Linked DNA regions of Anas platyrhynchos: region 1 is linked to region 2. A link is a contact called in public Hi-C data. All regions are on one chromosome and are shown on one strand. The core of a region is the stretch at or near the end of the contact, and the rest is flanking DNA. Distances in the headings are between cores, read along the strand shown.

Evidence for each region. Hi-C and Micro-C count contacts between places; a contact is called where the count stands out from the background.
Region 1: a Hi-C map of subcutaneous adipose tissue shows a contact between it and region 2, with 2.4 times the contacts expected there. The contact joins the promoter of CBLB here to the enhancer-like site in region 2. A contact is called at or near these places in 2 of 8 Hi-C or Micro-C datasets (liver and subcutaneous adipose tissue).

Annotation. Positions count from the first base shown.
Region 1 is chr1:91,616,913-91,619,612 of IASCAAS_PekinDuck_T2T, reverse strand. It overlaps CBLB (Cbl proto-oncogene B), which reads left to right and starts at 1,375. Exons shown (of 18, transcript XM_027449519.3): 1 at 1,375-1,549; 2 at 1,852-2,010. The coding sequence starts at 1,864.
Region 2 is chr1:91,533,142-91,535,841 of IASCAAS_PekinDuck_T2T, reverse strand. The region is part of intron 5 of CBLB (Cbl proto-oncogene B); the gene reads left to right. Among named protein-coding and RNA genes, the nearest start is that of CBLB, 84 kb to the left of the region's middle. Within about 2 kb of position 1,416, at least 1 of the 8 cell types and tissues checked has an H3K27ac peak or open chromatin away from gene starts, as enhancers often do. A contact at or near this core is called in subcutaneous adipose tissue, where this site is marked.

The sequences.
Region 1 (2,700 bases), core at 126-2,625, 84 kb before region 2:
TTCACAAAATTACCGCAAAAAGAACACAATTGCTGACATTCAGAAAACTAAAATTTAAAAGCACTCTTTACTCTTCATTTTATGAAGAGAATGGTTATTCTCTTCATAACATAACCTCAAAGTTTTCAAGCGCTTTATTTTCATTTCTCTGCGTGATAATTAATTATAACATTAACACTCACAAAGCATAATTATGCCCTGGAAGGTGTTCAAAGGGATCTGAAATGAACTGTCTCGCACCCTGTGCGGCTCATCTTCACTTTTTCCCCTCTCCAACTTTCACAGGGAATATAAAGAACCTAGAGGAAAAAATCACCCCTAAAACAGATGTGTAGTGTTAGGTCAGTTGGGTTTACATTTGGTTTATATTTACTATATGCCCACAGACATCGAGGTAGGCACAGGGGGAAGTTTTTGCACTTTTGATCAGCGCCTTTCAGGACTGCACTGTAAATGTTACAGCCCCCGATGCCTTTTGTAGCTCTCCAGCCCGCTTTAATAGAAGATTAATAGCAGAAGCGTCAGCCCCGGCCGCAGCGCAGCCCTGCTGCTCTCTCACAGGGCGGGCAGAGGAACCAGACGTGCTCAAGGCGCACAAGTTCCTGCTCTTTGCGGCCGCAAGACCGAACCAAAACAAGCCTCGGGAGCGTGAAGAAGCACAGAGTGCAAAAAGCCCCAGAGGCAGCGTGACAGACCCTTGGGTTTTAACACATTTTGGCGAGAGGGAGGACGTGCGACACCGCTCCGAGCCCCCCTCAGCCGCCCCCTCAGCGCCTCGGGGGCAGGACAGGAAGCTCCGTCCCCCTCCCCTCCGCGCCCAGCACTGGCCATTTCCCCCATCACTCCCAGCCCCTGCCGGCTGCCGCCCGGCTTCACGCTCAGTCACCGCCTGCCACGTCAGGCAGAGGCGGAGCGGAGCGAGAGGGGAGCGGAGCGGAGCCTCCGCTGTGCCCGGCCCCGCTCCCTCTGCCGGCGGCGGGCGTGCCGTGAAGGGGAGGGGAGAGGAGGGGAGGGGAGGGGCGGCCGCCGGAGCGCCGCGCCGCGGGGCGGGGGAGGGAGCGGGAGTGGGAGTGGGAGCGGGGCCGCGGCCGCCCGCCCGCCCGCCCGCCGCACTTTGTAGGAGTGAGGGGCGAGCGCTGCCCGCCCGGGGCTGCGAGCCGCGCTGCAGCACAGCCTCGCGGCGTCCCCTCTGTCCCCTCCGAGCCCGCATGTGCCCGCAGGACGCCGGCTCCCTTGGCGCCCCGTACCCGGCTTCCCTGCGGGGCTGAGTCCCGCGGGGGCAGCGCCGCGATCGCGAGTGGCGGCGGCGGCGGCGATCGGCGACAAGGGCCGGGGCGGCGCGGGATGCGCCCCGCCTGCCTCCTGGGGCGGTGAAGCCCGCTGCCGGAGGACGAGGAGGAGGAGGAGGAGGAGGGAGGAAGGACAGCCTCGTCCGACCAGACGCTTCGGGTGGAGGGCGGGGGGCGCGGAGCTGCTGACCCCCCCCCTCCCCTCCCATCCCCTTCCCGGCGGCTCCCCCTCGCTGTAGGGAGCCTGGCCGTGCTGCTCCGTACGTATCCTGTCTGTCCGCCCGTCTGTCCGTCCGTCTGTCCGCTCGGCTCCCTCCAGGGGCAGGTGCCTGGGGGGGGACCCCGGGGAGGAGGTGGGGGCACCACTGGGTGCCGCGGTAGCGCCGGGCTCCCTCCTGCCGGCTTCAGCTCCGCCCGGGGAGGGTGGCGAAAAGTTGAGCCCGGTGCCCAAACGTGCCCGGGGGGCTTCTCCCTCTGCCTCGCCTCGCGGTACCCCGGCGGCAGCAGCCGGTGAAGCAGCCGCCGTCTGTCTGTCTGTCTCTGTGTCTGTCCCCGCGTCCAGCTCGGCTCCCCCATGGCCAACTCGCAGAACGGCCGCAACCCGCGCAAGGGACGGATCCTGGGCTTCATCGACGCCATCCAAGATGCTGTGGGGCCCCCCAAGCAGGCAGCCGCCGACCGCAGGACTGTGGAGAAGACCTGGAAGCTGATGGACAAAGTGGTGAGCAAAGAGTGGTTTTGGGGGGGGACACTCCTGCGGCTCCACCAGCTCCGTGCTGTGCCCCTCGGGAAGTGTTTTAGGCTATTCAAGCACCATTTGCCTTTATTTATTTATTTATATTTTTTCCCTGTGGCCTCCGGCTATGCTTTTTCTTTTTTTTTTTTCTTTTTTTTTTAATCTTGGTTTGTGTCAGGAAAACAAATATGTGTGTTTGCCTTAGGCTATTGTTATTTTCAGAGCCTGTAAAATGACTCAAACTTGAAAAGCTGAGCTGTCCTAATGAAAAACTGCTTAACTTAGCCTGGTAATCACACACTCTGTGTTTTTCGTGTCGGATCACATTGTTAGTCTGCAAACAAGACCTCTGAAGCATGAAACTTCAGCTAAGCTAATCGTCCTGTGAGACGTGCTCACGATGGTAGCATAGATACGTCTGTGCTTTTAGGAATGTGCGTGGGGACTGGGGGATGTCACTCTTGTCAGTTTAGTAAACAGATTTGTACGCACACCTACCTTTTAAGTGTGTGTTCTGCATTTTGGTGAATTTTTACTACTTTTAATTTTCATTTTGAAACCAGATGTGTACCGTACTGAAACTTATTTTTCAGGAAGTGGGAGTATAGTTTTCTAGAACTTCTCCTAGTGCTCTGGACCAGCCTGATAAATTTTATTTAGTGTTATACAAGATGA
Region 2 (2,700 bases), core at 167-2,666:
TTTGAGTATTTGAGTCAATATAGAAGGCTTTGCTGGTTTGCATCTGTATTAAATGCATTGATTCTGAATTTGTCACTTTGGATTTTTACTTTGTTTATAGTAATCTGTGAAGTATCCAAATATTTAATTGTTTGTTTATGTGTTTTTAACCCCCCTACAATGCTAAACTGGCATATTGTTCTTTACCTTGTTGGAGGTATGTTCAAATTACCAATATTACATCAAAGCCATGGCCGTATGTTTGTTCGATTTTCCATGCTGTTTTGTGATGATCTGTTTAGCTTCATTGGGTTTGTTCTTCTGGGAAAGGGGGCTATTACAAAGTTGATATTAAGATCTGGTAGAAGGTGATTAACGGTTTCAGTTTAGAGTTTTGGTTTTGATCATCTCTTCTCTGCTCTGAGTCAGAACTGTATCAGAGTTGAAAATGTTAAGGTGTAAATAATCTTTCTAATTTAACCACATGTTTTGGTCACTTTTAAAAACAAAGTCACGCAGGTTATAGTGCTTTGAATAAAACTTGGGAGGTTCCCTGGTGTTGCTGTTCAGCAAAATCCCCCTAAGCTTTGCTTTTTGTGTGCAGATATGATCAAACATTCCTGCCTGAACATTGCTGTCTTGGGTCCATTTCTATTCTGTCAAAGTTTCTCCCTTTTATTCATTATTTGGCAATCTGTTCAGATTTTCAGATTAGTCAAGACCAGATCTTGGTCTCAAGACTTCACTGCAAAATATCAGAGGCCTATTGGCTTCAACATTATATTACTATGAAATGCATTTATTCAAGGTTCTTTTCTATAGGGTTTGATTCCTTCTCTCATTCTGCTCACAGATAAAGCAAACAACCACTTTTTTTTTTTTTTTTTTTTTTTTTTTAAATCAAGTAAAAGATTAAACAAGTGAGTGATCTGAGAAGTAACGTTTTTTTCTGGCCCTTTATGGAGTCCTGTAGATTGCTTTAAACTTCAGGACAGAAGTCTCAAATGAGATTTTTTTCTTTGATTTGCAAACCAATGAATTGGCATTGCTTAGCTTCTTTGCTCTTTTCATTTGTTACCATGCCTGGCCCTAGGAAAAGGGGATCAGCAGTACTGATATAAGTAAGTAAAGAAAACTGGTTAGGATTAACTTTAAATTTAACAAAGAAGCAGAAAATTTTTGCCAAACTGATTACCATCTTGTGCAATAGTTGTGTAAGTATTCAAGTGAACTTGCACTGAACTTGGTCTGAGAATCTCTCCCAGAGGTTACATTTTACTTCTTGAGTTTTTAAACTGCTTCCGTAACTGTGTGTGCATACACCCACGGAGAGAAAATCCCAATTGTTGAAGTAATCAAAATACTGTTTTGCCAACTGTGGGTTGTTACAGAAAAGCTACATTTACAATGATGCTTATTCACAGAAGAAAGCAAGTCTACTTTCTGTGGAGATCCTGTAAAAGTGAAGCTGCTCCCCCTGCCTCTCCCTTGTATGCATGCACAACTCTCAGTGCTGTTTCTCTGACCAGAGAGAAGTTAGCATGGCAGTATATTTGGATGCTTTGAAGAAAAGGATTTTCATTCCATCACTGTTAACATGTTCAATGAAGTTGACCTTTTATGCAAAAATACTTCTCTAGGAGAACAAGTGTACCAACCTTTTCCATTTTAGATTTTCCAATTTTTCAATACATTCAAGTTCTTGCCCTTTGATTTTCAGTCCTACTGTCATGTCATCTTCATATAGCAGTAATGGGATGCTCTGTAGAAAGTCCAAGCATTAGAAGAAGATAATAACTGCTTAAAAGCTTGATGGTTGTAATCAACCAAGGAATTTGTATGTATTTTTTTAATACTTATTATATAGGAATAATTATATAGAAATAATATATTGTTACCGTACACTGTGAACCATATAGCGTACACCATATTGCACACATTACCACAGTCCAAAAAATCTTCAGAGTACTGAATGTTTGATCATCATTTTTGACTTAATCCCACAAAATAGGAAGATTGTTGTGTTTTTGTGAGGAAGTATCGGCGTTGGTATGGCAAAAGTCAGCTCCCTTTTTTCTTTAGTTAGGGTAACAAACATTTTTCATGTGATTTAGCCTCCTCACATCCATCTTCAGTGAAAATGTAGAGAGTACCTGGTAAGATGTGGTGTTGCATCTATGATAGCTTTTTTTTTCCTTTGTTTTGTACAAATTTTCATATTTGCGGTTTCTTATGGCCTTTGTGCTAAAACCTTACTGTTCCATTCCATGTATCTGATTTGAAGAGGCATGCATTCTGAAATAAGTCTTCATACGTGCTTAAATAACGGTTAGGATTTGCCTAGGGAGTGTATCATAATTACAATATGATTTTACTGTTACAATATTTTGCTCAAGTGCATCACTTAAAAAAGCATTTCATCTCTACATTGCTAGCCTTTAGATGTCCCTTTGAAAGGAATTTTCAGGGCACACAAGAACACAAGTTTCTTCTCTTCTGTAGCTTAACTTCTCTTGCCCTGATATTTTGAGAAATACATTAAAACCAGAAATACTCTAAACCATTGAGAGGCAGTTTCTTGTATTTCCTATGATGCCTATGAACTCTTAATATGTTTGTATTAACCCACTCCTTAAAAATCATTCTTCTTTCACAGTAAAGAAATGTTTCGTGTTCTTTTAAGTAATAGCGTATCAGGCATGTATCACCAAGTTTTCTGAA